Regions from separate parts of the Mus musculus genome. Here all the other regions are linked to region 2. Evidence: chromatin contacts called from public HiChIP or PLAC-seq data. All regions are on one chromosome and are shown on one strand. Each heading gives the region's core, a stretch centred on a gene start, on an enhancer-like site or on the middle of the called end of the contact. The rest is flanking DNA. Distances are from core to core; before and after follow the strand shown. Region 1 overlaps Plekha5 (pleckstrin homology domain containing, family A member 5). Region 2 overlaps Plekha5 (pleckstrin homology domain containing, family A member 5). Region 3 has its middle 92 kb from the start of Gm30056.

Evidence for each region. HiChIP or PLAC-seq counts read pairs in DNA pulled down with a chosen protein or histone mark.
Region 1: an H3K27ac HiChIP or PLAC-seq map of embryonic stem cells shows a contact between it and region 2, with 5 read pairs. The contact joins two enhancer-like sites. A contact is called at or near these places in 1 of 115 datasets of contacts at active chromatin or transcription factors (embryonic stem cells) and 3 of 9 other capture datasets (adipose tissue, liver and pancreatic islet).
Region 3: an H3K4me3 HiChIP or PLAC-seq map of embryonic stem cells shows a contact between it and region 2, with 3 times the contacts expected there. The contact joins two enhancer-like sites. A contact is called at or near these places in 2 of 484 Hi-C or Micro-C datasets (both in liver), 9 of 115 datasets of contacts at active chromatin or transcription factors (all in embryonic stem cells) and 2 of 9 other capture datasets (adipose tissue and embryonic stem cells).

What each region holds. Positions count from the first base shown.
Region 1 is chr6:140,574,337-140,578,667 of GRCm38.p6, forward strand. Plekha5 (pleckstrin homology domain containing, family A member 5) reads left to right here. Exons shown (of 31, transcript NM_144920.3): 22 at 2,891-3,002. Among named protein-coding and RNA genes, the nearest start is that of Aebp2, 47 kb to the right of the region's middle. Within about 2 kb of position 1,950, at least 32 of the 459 cell types and tissues checked have an H3K27ac peak or open chromatin away from gene starts, as enhancers often do. A contact at or near this core is called in embryonic stem cells, where this site is marked.
Region 2 is chr6:140,442,780-140,447,035 of GRCm38.p6, forward strand. The region is part of intron 3 of Plekha5 (pleckstrin homology domain containing, family A member 5); the gene reads left to right. Among named protein-coding and RNA genes, the nearest start is that of Plekha5, 21 kb to the left of the region's middle. Within about 2 kb of position 2,277, at least 41 of the 459 cell types and tissues checked have an H3K27ac peak or open chromatin away from gene starts, as enhancers often do. A contact at or near this core is called in embryonic stem cells, where this site is marked.
Region 3 is chr6:140,191,293-140,195,537 of GRCm38.p6, forward strand. No RefSeq gene overlaps it. Among named protein-coding and RNA genes, the nearest start is that of Gm30056, 92 kb to the left of the region's middle. Within about 2 kb of position 2,304, at least 45 of the 459 cell types and tissues checked have an H3K27ac peak or open chromatin away from gene starts, as enhancers often do. A contact at or near this core is called in embryonic stem cells, where this site is marked.

The DNA.
Region 1 (4,331 bases), core at 700-3,199, 130 kb after region 2:
AGGAAACAAGGCAGGGTGCAAGCCAACTTGATGCTGGAGAAGGTGCTGAGAGTTCTATATCTTGATCTGAAGGCAGCCAGGAGAGACTGAATTCTGCAGACAGTCAGGAGGGGACTCTCTTCCTCACTGGTCAGAACTTGAGCACTAAGAGCCATCAGAGCCCACAACAGTGACACACTTCCTCAACAAGTTAGAGGACTTATGTTATTGTGGGTGGGCTTTGGGGCTTCAAAAGCCACAGCGGGGGCTGGAGAGAAGACTCTGGTTAAGAGCACTGGCTGCTCTTCCAGAGGTCCTGAGTTCAACTCCCAGCAACCACATGGTGGCTCACAACCATCTATAATGGGATTTGATGCTCTCTTCTAGTCTGTCTGAAGACAGCGCCAGTGTACCCACATCCATGAGATAAATAAATATAAAAAAAGAAGCAGCAGCAGCAGCCACAGCAGGCTCAGTGTGACTGTCAGGCACTACTTCAGCACTGTGCCTGTCTGTATCCAGCCATGATAGTCAGGGACTAACCATCGGAAACTGTAAGCAAGTCCCCAGTCAAGTACTTTCTTTTTAGAAGAGTTTGCCCCCCAAAGCAAGCCACCAGGCAGCATTGGTTCTCACCACCCAGCGCTCAGGAGGCAGAGGTAGGTGGATCTCTGTGAGTTTTGGGTTTGGGGTCAGCCGGAGTTACACAGAGAAACCCTGTCTCAGAAAAAAATAAGATAGGAAGAGTTTGGCTGTGGCCATGGTGTTCCCTCTCTCACAGCAACAGGACATTGTATGTGGACAGTGTGTGCCACATGTGTGGATACCTCAGAGGTCATGGACCCTGGACTTTGTGTAACAGGTGGTTGTGAGCTACTAACGTGTGGTTTTTGGAAGGACAGCAAGCTCTCTTAAGTGCTAAGCTATCATTCCAGCCCCAAGACAAATGGATTTCCCTGCAAGGGTCATATAAGTATAACAGAGTCTTGAAACTGTGTGGTTTTAACTTAAAGCATGATACAAAATGTTTAAATAAGAAAGCATGATACAGAATGTAGGCCAGGTAGTGGTGGCGCACACCTTTAATCCCAGCACTTGGGAGGCAGAGGCAAGAGGATTTCTGAGTTCGAGACCAGCCTGGTCTACAAAGTGAGTTCCAGGACAGCCAGGGCTACACAGAGAAACCCTGTCTTGAAAAACCAAAAAAAAAAAAAAAAAGAAGAAGAAGAAGAAGAAGAAAGTGAATGTACCAGAATAGAGTAAAAGTGGCTGGGATGAAATGTTTGTATTGGAAACACACTTACTTACTTCCGTCAATCAAGTGGGGATTGTTTGTTTTTTTTTTTTTGTTTTGTTTTTTTTAGAATTAATTGTTTTTATTAGGTATTTTCCTCATTTACATTTCCAATGCTATCCAAAAAGTCCCCAACACACTCCCCCCCCCACTCCCCCACCCACCCACTCCCACTCCTTGGCCCTGGCGTTCCCCTGTACTGGGGCATATAAAGTTTGCAAGTCCAATGGGCCTCTCTTTGCAGTGATGGCCGACTAGGCCATCTTTTGATACATATGCAGCTAGAGTCAAGAGCTCCGAGGTACTGGTTAGTTCATAATGTTGTTCCACCTATAGGGTTGCAGATCCCTTTAGCTCCTTGGTTACTTTCTCTAGCTCCTCCATTGAGGGCCCTGTGACCCATCCAATAGCTGACTGTGAGCATCCACTTCTGTGTTTGCTAGGCCCCGGCATAGTCTCACAAGAGACAGCTACATCTGGGTCCTTTCGATAAAATCTTGCTAGTGTATGCAATGGTGTCAGCGTTTGGAAGCTGATTATGGGGGATTGTTTTTTATGTTTTAGAATTTAGGAAGTAGTGCAGGAGCCCTGATCCTCAGAACATGTCCCATGCCTGTCAGTGAACCATGAAACCACAAGTAATACAGTGCCTTCCCTCCCTGTACAGGAAGGTTGGGAGGAGGTGATGGGGCATAAGTGTCCTCAGCTCTGCTCCTGGGCTGCGCACGCCCACGCCTGCAGCAGCAGCTGTAACTGAGCAGCAGTTACACGGTAGTGACTCTTTCTTAAATCCAGCGCTGCTGCTGTGCGAGAGCCTTGTGCATGCAGGACAAATGACTTCCTGCCACTGATCTGCAGCCCACCGTTGGCTTGGCTGTATGTGAAACCAGAGAAAGTGATCTGTAGCCGAGGTAGCCCATGGAGAACTCCTTGGCTTTCCTTCTCTTCTCCCGAGCTCGGGCCAGCCTCCAGGCCTTCCTGCCGTGATGGACATGCACAGCTTTACTGGTTTTTGTTTGTTTGTTTGTTTGGGGGTTTTTTGGGATTTTTTGTTTTGTTTTTTGAGACAGGGTTTCTCTGTATAGCCCTGGCTGTCCTGGAGCTCACTTTGTAGACCAGGCTGGCCTTGAACTCAGAAATCAGCCTACCTCTGCCTCCTGAGTGCTGGGATTAAAGGTGTGCACTACCACGCCTGGCACAGCTTTACTGTTTGCCTCGTGTGTGTTACGCTAAATACCCTGGGACTTAGCCCTCGGCCGCTCTAATTGTTTATTTATGACTAGTAGAACTTATAAGGTTGACGGTTTTCGTAAGTTGTTATTGAGTTAGTTATTTTCCTGTTGCTGTCATAGAAAACCCTAACAAAAAGCAACTTAGTGGAGAAAGGGTTTCTTCTGGCCCTCTGCCTTGGTTCCATCACGGCAGGAAGGCCTGGAGGCTGGCCAGAGCTCGGGAGGGAGAGAACGAGGACGGGCCCAGCTGTAAAGCATCAACGCTCCCACCCAGTGTGGACTGCCTTTATCAAGGCCCCGCCAGCAGACACCCAGGGTTCAAATGCATGAGTCCACGGGCCTGCCCCACGCAAGCACTACAGTGATCTGTCGTCTTTGCTGATAGAGTGAGTCGGCAGGAATTCAACGGGCACAGATTCAAAAGGAGCTCTGGAGAATTCAAGATGTCATGGAGGGGTTGAGCAAACACAAACAGCAAAGAGGCTCTTCAGAAACAGGTGGGTCAGCTCTGCACAGCGGTGTCTAAATGGAAAGATGGCGTTACATTTGCACCTCAATAGAGTCTATCACCAGAAACCAGCCCTCTGAGCCACTGAATGGTACATAACTTAATAAACCAAAAGCAGCAATTCTGGCAGCCACCGCCACACAAACCCTGACCTGAGTGAGTGAAGCTGAAGGGACTTCAGCGACTCTCCCCTTCTGAGTCTTCCTAGTGTGGGGACAAAAACGGAAGTGATCCTACACCCCTTTTTCTCAATTTGCTCCCCCCACTTTTAAAATTTTTTATTTATTTAATGTGAGTGCTCTGCTGCATATACATCTGCAGGCCAGAAGAGGGCATCAGATCTCATTACAGATGGCTGTGAGCCACCATGTGGTTGCTAGGAATTGAACTCAGGACCTCTGGAAAAGCAACCGGTGCTCTTAACCTCTGAGCCATCTCTCCAGCTCTGCTTCCCGGCTACCTTTTAATAAATCTTTTATTTATATTTTGAAAGTTTCATTCATGTATGTGGCATATCAACATATGTCAACATCACCTTCTTGTCTTTTCTTGGTTCTAACCAATGAGTGCAGTTCCTGCTACCATTACCATGGTAACTGATCTTGTTGGCTTTCCCCGCCCCAAATGTAGTAGTAGCTGCCTAAGAGAGATTAACTGCAGGGACTAACTGTGCTTCATGTCGGTGAATGTGTGCTGTATCTGCAGCTCTCTCTGTTACTGTCTGTGAGTCACTCTGTAACAGGCATCGTTCCACCAGGTCCCACAGTGTAAAGAGTTAGTATGTACTCCATTCTAAAGACTACGGCCAGATTGGTCTCATAAAAGATTACTGTGTATGCCAATAATGCGTGAGGAAACCTGTTTCCACATATCCTTTCTTTTCTTATTATTAAGATTTTTAAAAAAACTTTATGTGTGCTGGTGTTCTGCCTCCATGTTCATCTGTGTGACTTGTGCCTGTGGAGGCCAGAAGGCAGCAGAGCCCCTGGAACTGTTAAAGGCCGTTGTGCGCCTCCAGCTGAGAATCAGTCAGCCATCTTTCCAGCCTGAAATACCATCTTTTAATTTTAGTATTTAGAGCCAGATGTTGGTGGTAGTATAGACCTTAAATCCTTGCACTCTGGAGGCAGAGGCAGGCAGATCCCTGAGTTTGAGGCCAGCCTAGTGTACAATGCAAGTTCCAGGCAGCCAGGGCTACACAGAGAAACCTTGCCCCTCCCCCCCCCCCCCCCGCCCCCAAAAAAGAAAAGAAACGGAAGGCTTCACCACATATGATAGCTAACACCACAGTCCTAGCACTAGGGAGGTTGAGGCCAGG
Region 2 (4,256 bases), core at 1,027-3,526:
TCAGACTAACCTCAGACTCGGAGATCCTCTTGCCTTTTCCTTCATAAGCTGGGATTAAAGCGTGTGCTAGCATACACGCAGCCCCACCGACTCTATACCGTTGGCTGGCAGCTCTAGTATGGTAGAAGCAACTTGTCTGCAGACTTCAAAGCTCCTGCTTTTAGTCTTCTTCAGCAGATGTTGTTTGAGAATTAGGGATTTAGATAAAGGTGATTCTCTACTACAAGGCTGATGAGGGCTTCAGTAGTGAGTGAGTGCTGAATTTTATCATTAAGTTTCTTTCTGTAGTCTGTAAAATAATTCCCCCCTTTTAATTTACTACTTAATGAATTACATGAATTTCATCAATGTACTTTTGGTTTTTTGAAGCAGAGTTTCTCTGTGTAGACCAGGCTGTCCTGGAACTTGTAGAAATATGCCTGTCACTGCCTCCTGAGTGCTGGGAGTAAAGGTGTGCACCCCCACGCCCAGCCCATGTGGTACCCTTTTGAAAATTAACAAGCTTCCAGCTGGAGGAAACTGTTTCTGCTGAGGACCCAAGTTCAATTCCCAGTACCCACATCAGGTCTGGGAATTGAACTGTCTGAAACTCCACCTTCAGGGAGCTGACACCTCTCTATTTCCTTGGGTGCATACACATAAACAAATAATAAAAATTAAAAGAAAACCTTTATATGTTAGGGTTAGATTTTAGCAAAGTTTGAACAGAAGGTATAAGAAGTTCTGTACATACACTCACACACACTGCCCCCTTCTGGTGATTCCTTGCACAGCAGAATTGGTGAACATGTATTTCCTTATTACTCTGGATGCAGTGTATTGGATTTGACCTTGCACATGAGCTTAGTGCGTGGCTGTTGGGGTGACCTGTCTTCTCCGTACAGTTCTGTCATGTTTTAGAAAGCCTTGTTTGGTGCATTTTAGTACAGACCTGTGCTAAGTGTAGAGTGCTCATCGGAGTGTGCTCCGCGTTGTGTCAGCAGCAGAGAGCCTCTGCCCCCAGTGCTGCCACTGCCCCTGCTACTCCATCTGACTTTAATAGTCCAGTTTTGTGTTATTTGGTACTTAACTGTTTTTTCCAGCTCTTTATAAAAACATGTAAGTGTATGTATTTACAGGTGTGATGTGCTATTGTAAGAAGTATTTAATAGTCAAATCAGTAATTAGCATACACATCTCCTCCTGTATTTATTGTTTCTCGGTGTTAGGAACACTCAGCGTCCTCTTGTAGCTATTTTGAAGTACACAAAAGAGTTGTTATGAATTGCAGTCACCTATTGTGCAGAAGAGCGCTGGGCACTTTACTGTGTGCTGTACCCACTCACCCACCCTCTCCTTACCCCTCCCTCCTTTTCCTACCCTGTGGTAACCATTGTTTTCTGACATTGATGTTTTTAGCTCTCAGGTGATTGGCACAATGTTCTTTGGTGCCTGGCTTATTTCACCCAGTCTTACCTAGTTTGACCCGTCAGGATTTCATTCTTTTTGTTGTTTTGTTCTGTGTTGTTTTGTGTTGGGGGAAACGGTTTCACCTGGTCCTGCTGGCCCCGTACTTGCTGCACAGTGTAGGCTACATTAGATTCCCTCCCTCTTGCCTTGACCTCGCAGGCTGGGATACAGGCTGCCCCATTACCTGGTCCTCATGCTGTGGAGCTGGGCTCTTCTCGTGGTCCCACACACAGACACACTGTCTTCGTGGTATGTTTTTTGGTCAGTCTTGTGGGGCCTTGACATGCTAAGCTGGCCTCTTTACCACTGACGCACACCAGCAGCCCAGCAGCCCAGCTTTAAATAAGAGACATCTTGGGAGGAGGATGGAGAGATTGCTCAGGCATTAAGAGTACTTGCTACTCGTTCAGAGGATCCGTTGAGTTCCCAGCACCCGTGTCAGGGAGCTCCTAACTGTCTTAACTCCAGCCTCAGTGGACCCAGTGCTTCTGGTCTCATGTACGCATACCCACATGCAGATACACACCTGTACATAATTAAAGTCTCTTAACAAATGCCACAGGAATTCTTCATTTTTATCCAAACTTTGGTGTCGATTAGGAAGGTCTCAGCTCTGTGGTAAGTAAATTGGAGTATTAGTAAAGTAGCTGTTTTACCTGATAAAGGGGCTGCAGAGGAGTGAAACCTGGTGTGACAGGAAAGGAAGCAAGCCTGATACTAGGTTCTCCTGAATCATGAGCCTAAGTGCCCTCTTTAGTGAGAGCCCCTGCTGGGAGCAGCGGGAAGGGCTGCTGCTAAAGCCGGTCCTGCTTTGCCCCTCTGGGGCTCCTGTTGGGCACACAGTGTGGGGTGAGACTGTTGAGTGTCTGTGAAGCAGAGGGAGAAAGAGCTAAGCAGCTTTATAGAAAGCATGAAAGACTGACCTCTTGCTTTAGACACTGATTTATATGGTCTGTCTCTCAGGCAAGAGCAAAAGCACACAATCCTAGTGAGGCTGTGTCCGGGCCTTCCCAGAAAGCACTGCGAAGGCCAGTGCTTTGTTGTCAGAAGAGGCACGGCAGGAGCGAGCGCAGGTGTTTCTGGGATCTAAAACAACACTGCCCCAGTGCACGCGGCTGCTTATACCTAAGGTCTAAAGCATGGCTTCCCACATGGCTTTACAGTAGCTTTGTTGTACATGTCTGTGATGTGAGCTCTTAGGGTGAAGTGCAGTGCTCGCTGGCTTTTGTTTCTCTCTGTGTGGAGCATGAAAACTATGCATGCATTCATTTATTCACATGTGAGCCCCGATGTTGTCATCCTGGGATATACAGTGACAGCCTGACATGCTAGCTCTCGCCCTTTCAGGTGGCCCAGAAACACAAAACCTTCTCCCAGTGAATTTTCAGCTACAAAAAAAAAAAGTTTTTTAAAGTTTAAATAAACTTCGTTTTTACTTGACTTGGAAAAGCTGAAGTTAAGTGAATATACTATGTCGAATAACCTGCCAAGCACAGGGGCTGCAAAGGTGAAATCCTCACGGTCTAGAGTCTTGGAACCTCATAATGCCTAGTGGAATTTGAACTACCTGTTTGCTTCGTTGGGTGCTATACACTGAGGGAAATACATATTGCATGCTAAGACTGCAGGCTGGCCTGGTACTTGCTATGTTGCCTAGGCTAGCATTCGTGCCTCTGATCGGTACAGGAATTCATAATTATTCCTGACCCCGACTTTATTCTGTCTCTGGGTGAATGAATATAGACCAGTTTTTGTTTGAGATTTTGAGGGCAAAAAATTGGAAGCCACTTTCCTTCAAGTTTTTGTCTCATTCAGGCCTCCTGCTCTGCAGCCAGCACTTCACCTTCTGAGCTTCTCAGCCTCCCAGTGTGAATTGCTCAGTTAGTGTTTTAGTTGTCCTCGAGTAGTGGAGACCCCGGAGAGCAAGACTGTAGGTAAGGTAAACTCCTGATTCAGTAGCTCCGCACAGCCATACAGAGCTGAATGGCGCTTACTTTACATTACCTGTGTCACACTCATTATGAAAAGGTTTCTGAAAACTCCTATCATGTCCCCTGATACATCCATTGTCATAAACCTTGATTTATAATGAATTTTGAAAAAAAAATATAAAATTAATGTGGGTCCTACAATAATCTGGCAAAGGAGGCCATATTATCCTGATGGCGTAGGACATTGACCGGCTGCATCCGCACACTGTGTGGATGTTCCTTCCTTGCTTGCTTTCAAGTTCTGGGCTTCTCACTTTATAAAGGGAGGAAGTAGAAGCCACGTTAGCTCTATGGGAAAGTGCTGTTCGCTGGAGGAAGCCTTGCGGAGCTCATCTCCCTCTGACCGTATCCCAGCCTTCCTGCTACCTGTGCCCACAGTAGACATCACGTGTCATCTTTAGAAGGCAGAGAACAGGACAGTTTGCCTGAGTAATACAGTGACAGAGGCTGACCTGCAGATACCCCAACTTGTTGTCTATTGATGTTTACTATAGCAAAGTGGGGCAGGTTTTAACTTGTTCATCCTTCATACATATACTTGCATTCTAGTCACTTGTAATCAGACATTTCTGTCTTTGAAATTGTATTGTGAGTTATTAAGCCCCTTCCCTACGTGATCCAACTGATGTCAGTACAGTTTAAAACATAGTCCAGAAAAATTACTGAATTTGACATCAACTAAAACTAAATATTTTCTAGTGTGCCTTTGACTTTTGCTGAGTGCAAGTAGAAGTCTCTATTATTAAGAAGGCTTGTTGGGCTGTTGAGGTGGCTCAGTGGGTAAGAGCACCCAACTGTTCTTCTAAAGGTCCTGAG
Region 3 (4,245 bases), core at 1,054-3,553, 250 kb before region 2:
GACGATGTTTTTATAAAGCTCGGGGGGTAAGGAGTTTTCAAATGGGGGGTTCAGCAGGTGAAGTAGGTGGGGTTCCAGGAGCAGAGTACAAGCATAACGAGTTCATCCCTCCTTACACAAAGACATGGTTGCAAGGTGGGCAAAACACAGCAGTCATCCCTGCTCATACAACCCTTGAAACAAAGGTAAGATTGCAAGATTGTCACAAACAACTTTTTTGAAACAGGGACGCCATTCCTGGAACAGGCAGTACAGAATCATTTGTAGTTAAGGTCACAGGTAGGGCACAGCCCAGTTCTCCAGAATGAGCGGTTTAATCATAAACAGGAATGAATCTGGTTTGTCTTTACAGTGGCTTTTAAGCCTAAGATGGAGACACCATAATTCCTCATAAGCAGCCCTGAAGGTTGCTTGCTTATGGCTGTCCCCGGCAAGAGTTGGCCATTACTCAGTGTTAATGCTGATGGAGAGATGTTTTCATAGAACCAGCTTTTCTAGAGCATTTGTTTGAACTGCCCCCCACTCCCCCCGTGTACACATGGAGTCTCAGAGACTCTGCAAAGGGTCTTATTGTCACATAAGCATATATGAAGGCCTGCCTGTCAAGTCACCCTCCTCCCATGTTATGAGAATTTGATGGAAATGACTCTATTTCTTTGCAGGAGTGGTTGTGCGGTCCTACACTGCCAACCAAGGCTATCCTTGAACTCATAGAAACTCCACTGCTTCAAACTTCCAAGTGGAAGAAATAAAGGCTTGCCTGGACCATGGTGCCCAGCTAAGTGACTCTATTTTAATTCTAATACATAAAGGTTTTTTTTATTTATTTAAGTTTATTTTGAGTCTGTGTATGAGTGGTCACCACTGTAAGATGTCAGAGTACAACTTGCAGAAACTGGTCCTCTCTGCTTACCCTGTGCATCTGGAAGATCCAACTCATGTCACCAGATTTCGGAGACAAGAACCTTTAACCATTGAGCCATCTCACTGCCTTAAGAGGGAAGTTAAATAAAATGATGTTATACAAAAATATCCCTGGAATCAGAAGGTCCAAATACCTTATGAATAAATTATGCCGTCCAGAGAACTTTAGGGTGGCTCATTTGTACAGACCGTGCCAAAGCTGGCTATAGGAGGATTATGAGAAATTAACCAAAGAAACATTTTTGATCAAAAGGAAAGAAAGTGAGGTTCATCAGAGAGTCTGGAGGTCTGGCAAAGCCAGGGCACTGGAGAATAGGAGGCGAGCAGAGGTCTAACTACATCTACAGCGTAAGACTGAGGGATCCATGTGGAAGAGGCCGGAGGAATATTTAAGAGCCAGAGAAGCAGAGAGTTTACCGTGAGACTGTGTCTCTGAAAAAAAGTCAGAGAAGCTACGCATATGCAATCTCACAGAAATGGCTGCCTACGTGTGACGTAAGCAAGGGCAACACCTACAGACGCGGTAACCGGGAAAGGAGAAAATTCATGAGACCTTGGCCCGACACAAAGAACTACAGGAAATTAAGAAATGCCACGGGTGGGAGACGCCGTCGTCCTCAGGGGTGAGCGCATCAACTGGGTACCCAACACCCAATGGCCAGCCCTGAAACCGACAGAGAGGCAACATTATGTAGACTGAGCAGGTTGTATTTATATATTTAGGAATACATATTTATGCAACAACAATTAAAGTAAATAGGTCATAAATTTGAGGTGAACAGGGAGGGTTTGTGGGCGGGGCTGGAAGAGGAAAGGGAAGTGGATAAATGATGCAATTACATTATGATCTCAAAAAACCATTCACAAATTATAATTTCAAAATGTACAAGACTAGAGTTGAGAGGTCCAGGGATGAAAGCTCCCTCTGGGGCCAGCACTACAGGAAGGCCCCCCTCCCAGCTGTCTAAGGACCAGTCAGCAGGGAGGACCAGCAAGATTTAAATGAGACTCAATGGGAAGCTAAGAGTAGTCTTTGCATTGTGGCAGCACTTGGGGATGTTTTTCAAATGCAGACTATCTGTCCACCCACCACCACCCCACCTCCCCTCCCCCTCCTGCCAAACATTTGTTCCTTAAGTCTCTAGATTCTGAGCCAGTCTCTGTGACTAACTACTCAAGGGCTGACACCCCGGAGAAAAATGTTGACTCTCAACCAGGCTTAGTCCCACACAGGGGGAGAAAGGGACCATAGTTAAATTTGCTTGAAGCCTGAACGGTCCTTCCAGGAGCTTCTCACAGATTCCAGGAAGCCGGAGCCAGCAACTGAGGTAATGCGGAGCTCTGAAGAGGCGGGTTTCCTTGCCAGTAGAGAGAGAAAGACCATAAGGCTCTCCAGGGGCAGCAGGCGCCAGTGTGCAGCCAGCAGGAACGAGAAGCAGCTGAGCTGCAGCAGCCAGGCAGTCAGGAAATCTGTCTGCCAGGGTCCTGTGTGTGTCCCCTTTGCTCCAGCTGTGGCCTCAGATACCATCTCAGTCTGACCTGGTTTGGACTCCCAAGTTCTGGCCTTTGGGTTTGCCTGTTTCCATGACAACCTATTTTCTGCTTCAGCCATACTCGATCACTGGCTGCGGCATCTGGAGTCATCTATGGTACCCCACCCTATGGCTCCCACTCATCACAGTCCCTGAGGTCCAGGCTGAGAATGGGCCACCCCACATCTGGTTTCCAGACTCCACTCCTTCGTGCCTACACACAGCCTTTGCTTCTGCCTAAGGGTGCAAACTGCTCCCTTCCTCAACAGGGTGAACCTTCTGATGTTACAGCTTTCTACAGGATGTGATGAAGAACCAGTCGCAATGCTCAGCCATTAGAAGCATAGCCTTTGAACTCAAATCTCAACTGCTCATCAATAAGGGAGTTACCTTATCTTTCCACACCCAAGTTCCAAATCAGTTATTGACCACAAACACTAAGTTATAAAGGTATAAAAAGCTCACACTGCATCATCGCAGGATTATCATATAGCCAAGTGTCTTTCCAGGGAAAGTAATTTGTATCCAAATACTCCCATTAACAAAGTATTCCATGTAAACTCTTAAAGTCTAACCTACCCTTAATGCCAAGAGGCCCAAGTCTTCTGGGAAATTTTCATGCTTTTCCTCTAATAAATTCACTGGGCTCCTGGCCCAGTCTGATTTCTGTTGTCACAAAGCATCTAACCAAGAACAAGTGTCTAAACCACGCCTTCTTGCAAGCTGCTGCATGTGGAGTCATCTGTGGTACCCCACACTATGGTTTTAACTTGTCAAGATCCCAAGACCTGGGCTCCAGCTGTCCCGCCCACACCTGGTTTCCAGTGTCTAGTCCCTCATGTCCACTTGCAAGTGCCTGCTTCTCCCTATGGGTGCAATCTGTCCCCTTCCTAAATAGCAGCTTCCAAATCATAGTCCATCATTGAGGGAAGTCAGGACAGAAACTGAACCAGAAATCATGGTGTGATGCTGCTTGCCTGCTCCCACACTGGCTCATGCTAGCTTTCCTATACAGCTAGGGCCAGCTGCTCAGGAAACTTAATGGCACAGCCTGCCCTCGTTCATCAATTAACAACCAAGACAATCCCCTACACATATGCCTATGGGCCAGTCTGCGATTCCCTTCTCAGGTGGCTTCAGGCTGCATCAAGTTGACTATTAAGCTAATGATGACAGCTCTCTGCAAACTCTGAACTGGCTGTCTCTCAGAGCAAAAGATGACAAACAGGCCTTCTGTATTTCCAAATATTTCAATTAATATAAAAAATTCTGCCTGAGAGTCTTTATTAGCTGTGCTCCTATAATCTAAAGGAAACTGGCATAATTTTCGTCTCATTTTTGTGCAAGGTATGTGGGATACCTGGTATATAGAGAGCATTGGATTGGTAATTACTGATTTTCCCCAAAAGGTAAGCAGAGAGTCACTCGAGAGCTGAAAGCATCAGAATAAAACCAGCACAAGTTCTTGCCTGATTTAGTTCAGCTCCCAATTTGAGCAGTATTTTTGATAGAGTCCGGTAGGCTCTGCTTCCCTCATAGGGCATGTGGGTATATCTCACACATCACTGCATGACAGAACCATGTCATAAGTGGCACACTGGGGTCTCTGGCAATCTGAGTGCCTCTGGGTCCTTGGCTAGTAGTGCTAAGCCACAGCAGACAGAGCAAGTTCAAAATGGATAGAAGTGAGATGTCAGTACTCGATGGGTTAAGTAGGGTTCTCTAGAGGAGCAAAGTCAATAGAATGGTGTGTAGACAAGGGGGCTTAGTGGATGGTTCACACAATAGG